3 separate regions of the Mus musculus genome follow, and regions 1 and 2 are each linked to region 3. A link is a contact called in public Hi-C data. All regions are on one chromosome and are shown on one strand. The core of a region is the stretch at or near the end of the contact, and the rest is flanking DNA. Distances in the headings are between cores, read along the strand shown. Region 1 has its middle 19 kb from the start of Gm23902. Region 2 overlaps Gm41950 (a long non-coding RNA gene). Region 3 has its middle 60 kb from the start of Gm23056.

Region 1 (4,038 bases), core at 791-3,290, 320 kb after region 3:
CTATAGACCAGGCTGCCTTCAGACTCAGAAATCCTCCTGTCTCTGCCTCCTGAATCCTAGAATTAAAGCCATATGCCAACACCGCCTAGGATTAAACTTATCCTTTTAGATGGTGTACTGGCTAATTTTGTGTCAACTTGACGCAGGCTGGGTTATCACAGAGAAAGGAGCTTCAGTTGAGGAAATGCCTCCATGAGATCCAGCTGCAAGGCATTGTCTCAATTAGTGATCAAGGGAGGAGGTCCCCTTGTGGGTGGTGCCATCTCTGGGCTGGTAGTCTTGGGTTCTATAAGAGAGCAAGCTGAGTAACTCAGGGGAGGCAAGCCAGTTAAGAACATCCCTCCGTTGCCTCTGCATCAGCTCCTGTTTTTGAGTTCCAGTCCTGACTTCCTTGGTGATGAACAGCATTGTGGAAGGGTAAGCTGAATAAACCCTTTCCTCCCCAACTGCTTCTTGGTCATGATGTTTGTGCAGGAATAGAAACCTTGACTAATACAGATGGGTAGAAGGAATCCAAACTCAGGTCTTCCTACTTTCATGACAAGAACTCCTCCCCACTGAGCTACCTCCCCAGCCCAGAATGTAATGGACGCAGGCCTCACAGAGGTTGAACTGGACAGTCGTTCTTGCCAAGGCAGGAATAAGGCCCTTGCTGGCAGGGTCTTCCCCTCTCTGCTTTGCTCTGAATCTTTTCTCTGTCCCATAACTCCTGCTCTCCATAAAGGTGACTCACCTAAAGCCCCTGTGCTTCTCTTAATCTAACCTTCCCACTACAGACTCTCATTCAGTCCCTGTTGAAATCTCTCGGGAAGAGAGTAGTTAACCTGACTCATCTTTGTCTCTGGAGCCACAACTCGGGACATCCATCACTTAGAATATCTTATCAATCAGTTATGCTTGAAGGAACATGAAGCCCAGTCGTGCCGAGCAGCCTCTTCCACAGGACTGTACAAGGGATAAAGTGCTCAGGCATGGAGACACTGGGTCTAAGACCCTGGAATAACTCTAAACATCATACCTGTTTTCTCACCAACTTAATCTGCTTCTAATACTTGTTGTACATATGTATGTACATGTGTGTGTGCATACTCATGTATAGGGGTGCATGTATGTGTATAGGATACACACACACACAGTGTGAAGGCCCAAGGACCACCTCAGATGTGGTTCCAGAGGAATTCTGTACCTAGTTTTTTGAGTCAGAGCTTCTTACTAGCCTAGAACTCATGGACATGGTTGTGTTGGTAGCCAATGAGCCTCCCCTTTTCTACCTCCCTAGCATGGGGGATTATAAGCATGCACCAACATGCCAGCTTTAAAAACAAAACAAAATCGCATACATTCACTTATCTATGTATATTTATTTATTTTGTGTGGGTGTACATGTGTGTGCCACAGTACATGTCTAGAAGTCAGAGAACAGCAGGCAGGAGTTGGGTTCTCTTCTGTCACCAGGCGAGCCCCAAGGATCACCTAAGTATAGGCTTGGTTGCAGCCACCTTTACAGACTCAGCACCACCAGCCCAATCTTGGCCTTTTTAAAACATAAGTTCCAGGGATCAAACTCAAGCTGTCACGCTTGTAATATGAATATGTTGTCTTCATAGGCCTTTGCTATGAGTTTTTATAATATTTGTCTTCTTACATAAACTGGGAGTGTTCACATGAATAAAAGACAAGATATCGACATGCCTAGCTTTGGTTACTCCTAGGACAAAAGAGAATGGGTAAGGGAAGAGGGCAGAAGAAGAAAAACACAAAGCAAGAGAAGGATGCGTTTGACAGACTCAGACAGGTGCTGTGAGAAAGACTTGGCACTTTAGCAAGAGAGGAAAGCAGAAAACACAGCTTGAGAGGATTGAGGTCCAAGCCAGCTCACATCTCAGGCCTGGACCAATGGAAAACAGAGAGTGCTTCATGGAAGACAGAGGTTTTAATGGGTGACAAAGGCTACCCTAATCCAACAGGCTCCTGTGACTCAGCTCTGCCCTGTGGAAAACATCCCATGCCTCCAACCACACTGGGTCACTGGGTTCTTCTCACAGGAGTGCCATGTCTCTTCCTTGACACCAGAGTGTGGTGCATTGTTACTGAATAGCTCATCTGAGTAGCCTAAGCTAACTCCACTTACACTAGAGCCAAAGAAGACTCCAACTGACCACAGTAAATAAAGCAAGCAATTATAAGACTCAGCCCAGTGTGCCCAAAAGCACAAAGTGAAACAGGAAACATTTGTGCCCTGTGACAGAAGTTTCTCGCAACTGTTTGCTGGGCCAAAACCTTGGCTTTCATTCCTCTCTTGATTTTTAAAGCTGGCCTTTGAATACTACCTGGTAGATAGTTGGTTCTTTTGATGTTTAATGCATTTATGAAAAAGATGAGTTATCTCATTTTCCGCAAAGGTGGCCAAGCCTGTTCTGTATGGAAAGAAGCATATGTGACCATGCGAGAGTGAAAGCTGTTTTTTCTTTGAAGGTTCAAAGTTAATATGTCAATTAAGTTTCAAGGAACTGTGCATCAGACCTTGAAATGTGGAAGCTAGGTTAGGAAGCTCAAAGCGCAGGGTTAGACAGTCACTATTAGGAAAATAAATGAATCTGAAATACTGGTCATAGCGGAGAACTTTTTCTTCTCTGTTTTGGTCCTGGTGTATATGTGTTTGTGTGAGTGTGCACATGGGTGTGTGTGGAAGCCAAAGGTCAATAAAGAACATTTTCCTCTATCATTCTCTACCTTATTTCCTGAGATGAGAGCCCCACCCATCCAGAAACATTAGCTGACTTTCAAGTGTCCAGGGGTCCTCCTGTCTCTGCCTCCTGAGTGCTGGGGTTATAGGTTCACAGTTCCAAGGTTGGCTTTTGCATGTGTGCTGGAGATTTGGACTGAGATTCCCATGCTCAGCTGGCAGGCACTTCACCAGCCGAGCTGTCTCTCCAGAAGACTTTTTATGTTTTCATTGTTGCCTCCAATGATCTACCTTGGCCTTCTTACTGCAGGAAAACTTAAAAGGAACTTTTTTGATCATGTCTGCCAAAGCAAGGCCACCTAAAAATTATGTTTGATTATGTAGATAGGTTGGAATATAAGCACAAATCCCAGTGCTGTGGAGGTGGGGACAGGTGGATTTCTGGGGCTCAATGGCCTGTGAGTGGCGCCTACTTGGCAAGTTTCAGAGCAGTGATAGATGAAGCTGGACAGTGTTCCTAAGCCTAATGCCCAAGGCTGTCCTCCAGCCTCTACTCACACACACACACACACACACACACACACACACACACATATACACACACACACATACACATACACATACACACACACACATACACACACACATATACACACACATACACACACACATACACACACATATACACACACATACACACACACATACACACACATATACACACACACACATATACACACACACACACACATACACACACACACATATACACACACACATATACACACACACACATACACACACACACATATACACACACACATATACACACACACACACATATACACACACACACATACACACACATACACACACACATATACACACACATACACACACAGAGGAACACACACAGAGGAACACATACACACACAGAGGAACACACACAGAGGAACACATATATATACACACACAGAGGAACACGTACTCACACATTAATAATAAAGATGAAAATGAGATACATGACCATATTTTTTAAAAAGCATAGCTAACAAGCAAAGCCCATCAAAAAAATTAAAGAGTCTTTTACTGTTTTCTCTATCATCATATTGCTTTTTCCACGGGCTTCCGTTTCGGGCATCTGTAATTCTTGATATTTTTATTTTTAAAACTTATTTTTGCTCAGAGGCACTATCCCTTCGTGAGTCTATCTGAATCAGGAAGTCAGGCCCCTTCAGGAAAGCATGGTCCAGTCTGTGGTAGGCAGAACTTCCTTATCATGAGGGCATGCCCCTGCCCAGACATTACAAAGAAATGTTAGAGGTTTCTTTATTCTAGACCATCCCTGCTGA
Region 2 (4,158 bases), core at 417-2,916, 280 kb after region 3:
AGGAAGGCTGGGGAGGGGGAGAGGAAGGTCTAGGAATCAACTCAGGATTCTCACAGATTAAGATAAGAGAGGATTTAAATGTGTGTGGGGGTGACAGGCGAGAGTCTCATCGCAAACTGAGAATGCAGTGGCTAGCAATTGATAGTGACAGGGGAGATAGAGAAGTCACACAAGGAATGAACTCTGGGAGTCCAGTTCTGAACGCTGGAACAGCACAGAGTCTGTGGCAGGCTTTGCACTTAGCTCTAGCACACAAGGATTAAGCCGTGGCTGGAAGGCATATTGTTTAAGGGACAGAAAAGTAGGTCTAGGGGTAGATGGCTCAGTCAGGGAAGTGCTCTCCTGGCAAGCTTGAGGAACCTATGTTAAAAAAAAAAAAAAAAAGCCAGTTGTGATGGTCGTGGCTTAAAGTGAGAGTACGAGGAAGCAGGGACAGGCAGATCCCTGGGGCTCATGGGTACGCACAGCCAGGCTACTTAAGTTCCAGGCCAGTGAGAAATGTGGTCTTAAAAACCACAGTAGACACACTGTCTGCCGGTCTCTGTCTGTCTCTCTGACTGTCTGTCTGTCTATCTGTCTCTCTCTCTCTCTCTCTCTCTCTCTCTCTCTCTCTCTCTCTCTCTCTCTCTCTCTCTCACACACACACACACACACACACACACGGGGTTGGGGGAGAATGAGGTTTATTTAGCTTGAAATCTGGAATGCTAGACATCCAAGATTGGGCAGTTCCATTGGTTCAGCCTCTGGTGAGAGTCTCCTCAGACTGGATCACATCATAGTGAGTGACATCCTGGCAAGAAAGAGAGAATACGTGTGAATATATGATGAAACAGGAGGCCAGGAAGCCACTGGGGGGTCAGGTTTGTGCTGTCCTAAGAGCCTGCCCTCGGGGCAGCAAACCCCGATACTCTAAACATCTCTTCACAGACCTTTAACTCCACCACACTGAGAACCAAGTTCCATAAACCTTGCTTGGACTAAGCATATCCAAACCACACCAAACACTTTTGTCTCTATTGCTCTTTCTTTCCCTTTAGTGCAAAGTATATAAAATATCATCACAGCATTCTTGTCTATAGTTCAGTAGATGAGCATAGGATAGGGTTTCTAGAACTTTCTCATCTTGAAAATCTGAAGTGCCACACTCTTTAAACAATGACTCACCCTTTTTCTCTTCTCCTCGGTCCCTGGAAACCACCTTCTACTTTCTGTTTCTGTGAATTTGACTGCTTCACGTAGCTCACATAAGCAGCTTCACACACTGTTATGGTTAAAACCACACACACACACACACACACACACACACACACAATGGAGATGTGACTGCAGGGAGACAGGGCCACAGAGAGAAAGTTGGGCTCTCCATGTGATTTTTACAGTGTTAGCAAGGTAGAAGACTACAGTTCTAACAGTTCATCAGCCCACTACAAATGACACTCTAAATGACAACAGTGAGCTTAATGCATACACATGCCTCCAAGCTAAGTCCTTCAGCTACCACTGCTCTAACAAATGGCCACTTCTCAACACCTGATGCTACAAACTCTGGAGCCTCTGTGGAGGAGGTGTAACTCAACCCCTGGAAGTTCCAGACTATGGTCCCGGTCAAGTGCAAGTTGTGTCTTCCTCTAAACACCAGCAAACACAGCTTTCTATAAAGGGGTAGTTAAAAAATAGGAACTTAAAAAAATGCTTTGTGTATATGTGCTCATGTGTGTCAGTGCAAGAATATGCATGCCATGCTGCACGTGTGGAAGCCAGAGGACACCCTTGGGTATAGGTCTTTGCCGTCTACCTGGCTCCAGTGAGGATGCCCCTGTTCTTGTCCATCACTGGGAACACCACAGAGCTGGTTTCTGAGTCTCTGGCAGTTCTCCCCCTCCCCATAGGAGCACTGAGACAATCAACGCACACTGCCACATCTGTTTGTATGTGAGTTCTGGGGGTCCAGGCTCAGGTCCTCACAGTTGTGTGGCAAGTACTTTACCACTGAACCATCTCCCTGGTGCCCCCCCCCCCCGACACAAAACTCTTAAACTCACATGCTGTTCCAACAAAAACAGAAGACTCCAATCATGAAGGCATCTCTCTTTAAAAAAGAAAAATTGTTTTCCATGTTATGTGTGTGTATGTGCTATGTGTACCTGCTCTGTGCACCACACACATACAAGTACCTGCAGAGAGTGTGGGATCCTCTGGAGCGGGAGTTATGGGCAGCTCTGAGATGCTTGTGGTTTGTTTTTTGGATGATTTTTTTTTCTTGAGACACGAACCCCAGTGCTCTTCAGGTAAGTTCTTAATTGTTGGGCCACCTCTCCATCATAGTTCGTCTCTTTTAGCTTGGGAGTTTGAGGAAGGTCAGGATCTCACATAGCCCAGGCTGACCTCAAACTCACTAAATAACTGAAAATGACCTTGAACTCCTGGTCTTCCTGCCTACACCTCCAGAGTACGGAATCACAAGTCCATAGTGCCATTTGTGGGTTATTGTGATACCAGAGATCAAACCCAGGGCCTCATGCATGAGAGGCAAACTCTACCAGCTCAGGCACATCCCTATCCCTCAAATCCTCTTTTAAGGTGAGAGGAATTCTCTTTTTCCAGACTTGTCCAAAGAAAAGGCACTTTTGACAGAAGAGCCCTTTTCCTGACCGCTTGCTTCGCAAAGAACAAAAGATAGAAAGAGATCTTTGTGAAACATTGTGTCCAGGCCTTGCTGCTGATGTTTAACCCATACTTCCTGCGTGTAAAGCCAGCGACTCTGTGAGCACCTCCAACTTGAGTGCAAAGAGAGCCTGTACTCCCTGCAGGGCCCTAATCTTAGGAAGATCTGAGTAAGGAAAGAAAGGGAAAGGGGGCCAAGGTGCTTTCACGCTCATTAGCATTTTCAATTTCCTTTTCCAGCCCTCTTCCTGCTCCCTTCCTCTCACCACAATGAGCTAATTCTTCCTGATCGATGGTGGCTTGTAGATAACCGGCTGGGCTTTCTTGTTCTCATATTCTCCTGTCCATCACACAATGCGTTCCAAATGCAGCTTAGATGGAAGATGGCTGAACCTGAGCATCTTAAATATCCACAGAGCATGTTTCTCTTTCAAGCTGCTTCTTCCTTCAGCTTTCATAAAGGGAGAAGAAACCCTGGCTTCCTCGACCTTATTCTTTAGAGTCACAAAAGGGATACATGAACCATGTGGATGCTGGAGAAATAGTTCAGTTGTTAAAATGAATTGTCCCACAGGCATGAAAACCTAATTTCTGTCATCAGCATCCACATAAGAAGTGTGTGTGTGTGTCTGTGTGTGTGTCTGTGTGTGTGTGTGTGTGTGTGTTGTTGGGGGTGTGTGTGTGTGTGTGTGTGTGTGTGTGTGTGTGTGTGTGTGTGTGTGTCTGTATATGCTTGTAATCCCAGAACAGAAGAAGCTGAGATATGAGGGTCTCTGGGCTCAGGGAGCAGGAAGAGTATGCAAATACAGTAAACTCCAGGTCCAGTGAGGAAACTCTATCTCAAAAGCTAGGTGAAGGGAGCCAGAAAGACAAGTGAGCACTTCATCGTGCTTGATGCTCTTCCGGAAGACCTGAGTTCAGTTCTCAGCACCCACACTGCATGGCTCACAACTCCTGTAACTCCAGCTCCAGGGCTCTGACACCCTCTTCTGGCCTCTTCTGTCTTTCCTTTTACAAAAACATCTGAATCCTCTCTTTAGAGTGATCTTGCATTATTTTGCTGACAAGGCCACAATGGTCACCTATGCCCTCTTCTGGCCTTTTCTGGTTTCTGAACTTATGTGTGCATATCCCCACACACAGATACATACATATACACAATTGAAAATAAAATAAGTCTTAAAAAGGGGCAGAGAACAAAGAGACAGTCATCAGGCCTCTGCATGTACAAACACACAAGAATGCATACAATTAAACACACATACACACACACATTAATTAAATGAAAGAAATAACAAAATCTAAAGAATGTGAACCTTTGGGGCCATGTATGGGCCCATCCTTGTCATGCTGACAGCTCCGAAGACTTTCACAACACGTACCATGGGTGATCAAACTCTAAGCACATCTTTGTTTTTCCTAAATAGCTGCATTATCCGTCTAATGCTAGAGACAGCATCTGCTCTGTGTGTAATTTCCACACTCACTTGG
Region 3 (3,764 bases), core at 673-3,172:
TGGTGGGGACAGTTGTCTTTGGTACTCTGCAAGACTGCTGTGACAGTTCTAATTAACTTGTCACAACCTAGAGTCACCTGGGAAGAGAGTCTCAGTTGACGAACTACGTAGATCAGGTTGGTCTGTAGACACATCTGTGAGGGATTGTCTTGACTGTTCGTCGCTCACAGTGGGACCCTAGACTCTAGAGAAAGCTAGCTGGGTGACACGCAAGGAGACATGCAGCAAGGGTCCATTCACTTCTCGCTGTTCTTGACTGTGGACCTCACACAGCCAGTCGCTTTGAGTTCCTGCCTGGACCTTCCCTTCATGATAGACTGTGACATGGAACCCAAATAAACCTTTTCCTCCCCTAAATTGCTTTCAGTCAGAGTGCTTTGCCACAGGAACAGGAAGAAAAGTAGGGACCTCTGCCTTGCACCATCTCTCTGCGAGACTTCCGGCTTACAAAGCAGGGCCTTTTTCTCTCTCTCTCTCACATGGGCCTGCCTGGAAGATCGATCCAGGAGCCATTTATATTCAGGAGAGAGAAGAGACTTCATTTGATGTACAAGCAAACATTTGTATTCTCATCTGCGAGTGGAGTGCTATGCCCGGCTCTGTGGGCACTTGATGTCTAATTGTGCCGCAAATCCAGTTTGATTGGCCGCCGTGCTTATTTATTCTCTGCATTGTAATTGCTTAGACACATTGGACCGACCAAACTTATAAATGGCAAATTAAACAAGAGGCAAATGTGCTGGCCGACATACGGGCCGTATTGATCCAGGCAGGTTGATGCAGAGCATGAAACAGGTCTTTGAACGGGCAGCCAAACTTTCCAGAACTATTGACAGTTTTCCCCAAGGCCTTTCAATAAGCACACGTCGACTCTTGGCTTTTGAATTGCCTAACCTTTGGGTGGTGAAATCGCAGCATGTTGTTTTAATCTTTTTATAATGGACTAGAGTTCAATTTAGAAAAACAAAACAAAAAACAAAACAAAATTAAAAACAAAGCATGTCTCCTGAGTGCTGCAGGCAGGAGGCTATAAAGGTTTCAAGCAGCTCTGAAGCCACACTCATCTCCCAAAAACCTGTACTACGTTCTCCATCAAACCCCACTTCTGCTGATCTTCTCTTTAAACAGAGTCCTGGGAGCAGCAGAGGCATCCCCTAGGCAACTGTTGGAGAGCGGGGATGGGGGGTAAAGGGGGATGACAGTATAAAGTCCTGAGTTCAGATCTCCAGCACCCACAGAAAAGGCTGGGCCTGGCACCACACATTGTAATGCCAACACTGGGAACCCCTGGCCAGCCAGTCTCACCAAGTCAGTAAAACACTTTGTCTCCAAAATAAGGTAGAGGGCGGGTGAGATCTCAGCAGGTGTAAGCTCTTCTTTCCTAGCCTAGCTACTGAGGACAAGCCCAGGACCCACCTGGTGAAGAGAACTGACTCCCACAAGTTGTCCTGTGACCTCCGCATGGACACCGTGACACCTCCCCTAACTCCCCAAAAGATTTTTTTTGAAAAATTAGTTTGGATTTTTTTTTTTTTTTTTGAGACAGGATCTCCTATTTAGTCCTGGCTGTCCTGGAACTCACTATGTAAACCAGGCTGGCCTTAAACTCACAGATCTCCTTTCTTCTGTCCCCAAAGTGCTGGGATTAAAGGTTTGTGTCACCACATCTGGCCTCCACACGCTCCTGGACATATGGAAACACATACAAAACAAAGTCATGACAGCTAAGTCCTCTGTCCCTTTCTCTGAGCATCTCCCTTCTCTACACGACTGGAAGCAATGGCTTGCTTGTAGCATCCGCCTAATAAAGGTATGCTGTTTGTTGGGTAAATAGCACAGGGAAAGGGCCCTGAAGAGGAAGGAGGGTTGTGGAGAACCAAATGCACCCTGGAGACCATCTACTTCCCGTTTGCCCAGAGTCGGACCCTGGGGCCCAGAGCCGACTCCTTTCCCCAGCACAGTGCTGTAAGCTGAGTGTTCATCTGGAGCAGCTAAGACTCCGACCGATTTCTGGGCTTCTTCCCAAGAGTTTCCCATCCAGCCGGGACCAAGAGGCTGCGAGTTCTTAACAAGTCACAGGCAATATCAATGCTGCTAGTGCAGGAGTCACACTTAGCAAGCCCACACCCAGGGACTGGGGGTGACTCAGTCAGTAAAGTGCTTGACTTAACTCTTAGGATCTGAATTTAATTCCCAGAAACATTTTAAAAAGAAAAGAAAAGTCAGACACAGTGGCATGCATCTGTACTCCCAGCCCTGAGGAAGTGGGAACAGAGGGATGCCTGCGACTTACTGGCCAGTCACTCCTGTCTGAGTCATCTCCAGACCAAGGAGAGCCCAACAACGGAGATAAGAGTGTGTGTGTGTGTGTGTGTGTGTGTACACATGCATGTGTGTGCCACTGTTTTAAAGGACCCAAGATTCCAGCACCCATAAAGGGCAGCTCACAACTACCTGTAGCTCCAGCTCCAGGGATCCTGACATTCTCTTTTGTCACTCATCTGCACACACTCAAGCAGATGCACACACATATACATAATTAAAAATAAAACAAATCTTTCAAATAAAAGGGTTTTTTAAAAGAAAGAAAGAAAGAAAGAAAGAAAGAAAGAAAGAAAGAAAGAAAGAAAGAAAGAAAGGAAGGAAGGAAGGAAGGAAGATCAAAGAAAACCAGTGCTGGGCAGGTGAGACTCCGCCCCCACTGCAAGCCTCTGTCTTACCTTGCATAGTATTAAAACTTTTGCTTTAAACCTCTCAAAACTTGGCTCAAACCATTGCCCAAAGGCGGGTCCAAAAATAACTACAACCAGAACGAGAATGACTTCTCCTCCTTCAAGGCATAGGGAGGTCGCTACCCTGGCATTGTGGCAGTTACTTTGAAGAATCAGAGAGCAGAAATGGAAGGTGCATCTAGCCTGTCAGAAGACTCTGCCGAGGGAGCAGGTAGAATTGGATCCTTTCTGGCAGGTTGTTCCACAGACATCATTAGCTACAGAGGTTGCCCGGCCACTAGATGGCAGTCCTCAATTGACGTTCGAGTAACTTGGGTCGTTGGCCTCTAAACCCACTGATATCCACAAGGACAATAAAAAGCAGATGATGAATTTGATGGACTAAAATAGGCTAGCTTCTCTCCCGGGAAACTTGGCATTAAACAAATTCATTTAGCAAATGCAGAGCCTAGAACAATGACCCAAAACGGGGCTGCAAGCATTCCTTTTGGTCTCTAAAGGCAGGACCAAAGTTCCCACACTTAAGTTAGGAAGCACGGAGCCAACTGGTCGTATGGGAAACAATGCAGCGGAAAAGTAAATCTGTGGACCCCCAAAACATGAGGATAAGACATCTGGCTGTTATAATGCAAGTGATAGTAACCTGAAATGAGATATTATTAAAAGATGTATTGAAGTTTTCGAGCCAGGCATGGGGACACATTCAAGAGGCTAAGGCAGAGGGACTGTGCATTTGACACCAGCACAGACTGCAGACTGAGAATCTGTCAGAGAAAGAGGGATGGGGAAGGAGAAAGAAAGAGGACTAAAATCCACAGGAGAGGAGAAACTTAAACAAGTGGAAAATTGTTTCAATATATATTTTCTGATGGCCAGCCCAAACATGGCACACTATAAATAACAGGCAGTGTTTTCCATGTCAAAGTGGAGACTCACAGCTTGTGGGCTGGAAAACTAATGAGCTATAAGCATGTATGAAATGAGGGAGCTGTCAGCATGTCCAGAGTGGGTGACGGCCACAGGGAGCAAAAC

What was found. Hi-C and Micro-C count contacts between places; a contact is called where the count stands out from the background.
Region 1: a contact with region 3 is called in a Hi-C map of the C2C12 cell line, with 2.3 times the contacts expected there. The contact joins two enhancer-like sites. A contact is called at or near these places in 2 of 39 promoter capture datasets (neural stem cells and pre-B cells), 2 of 15 datasets of contacts at CTCF or cohesin (large pre-B cells and pro-B cells), 6 of 484 Hi-C or Micro-C datasets (the C2C12 cell line, bone marrow-derived macrophages, muscle stem cells and 3 more) and 5 of 115 datasets of contacts at active chromatin or transcription factors (the 230-238 cell line, acute myeloid leukemia, bone marrow-derived macrophages and 2 more).
Region 2: a Hi-C map of bone marrow-derived macrophages shows a contact between it and region 3, with 44 read pairs. The contact joins two enhancer-like sites. A contact is called at or near these places in 2 of 15 datasets of contacts at CTCF or cohesin (large pre-B cells and stem cell-derived epiblast-like cells), 25 of 484 Hi-C or Micro-C datasets (the 63-12 cell line, the Ba/F3 cell line, CD8 T cells and 19 more), 13 of 115 datasets of contacts at active chromatin or transcription factors (the 230-238 cell line, CD8 T cells, DN3 thymocytes and 10 more) and 1 of 9 other capture datasets (embryonic stem cells).

What each region holds. Positions count from the first base shown.
Region 1 is chr1:128,507,018-128,511,055 of GRCm38.p6, reverse strand. No RefSeq gene overlaps it. Among named protein-coding and RNA genes, the nearest start is that of Gm23902, 19 kb to the right of the region's middle. Within about 2 kb of position 2,040, at least 8 of the 459 cell types and tissues checked have an H3K27ac peak or open chromatin away from gene starts, as enhancers often do. A contact at or near this core is called in the C2C12 cell line, where this site is marked.
Region 2 is chr1:128,545,924-128,550,081 of GRCm38.p6, reverse strand. It overlaps Gm41950 (a long non-coding RNA gene), which reads right to left. Exons shown (of 3, transcript XR_878510.1): 3 at 676-793. Among named protein-coding and RNA genes, the nearest start is that of Gm41950, 5.6 kb to the right of the region's middle. Within about 2 kb of position 1,666, at least 105 of the 459 cell types and tissues checked have an H3K27ac peak or open chromatin away from gene starts, as enhancers often do. A contact at or near this core is called in the 63-12 cell line, the Ba/F3 cell line, the HPC-7 cell line and 5 more, where this site is marked.
Region 3 is chr1:128,823,664-128,827,427 of GRCm38.p6, reverse strand. No RefSeq gene overlaps it. Among named protein-coding and RNA genes, the nearest start is that of Gm23056, 60 kb to the left of the region's middle. Within about 2 kb of position 1,922, at least 65 of the 459 cell types and tissues checked have an H3K27ac peak or open chromatin away from gene starts, as enhancers often do. A contact at or near this core is called in the 63-12 cell line, the Ba/F3 cell line, the C2C12 cell line and 6 more, where this site is marked.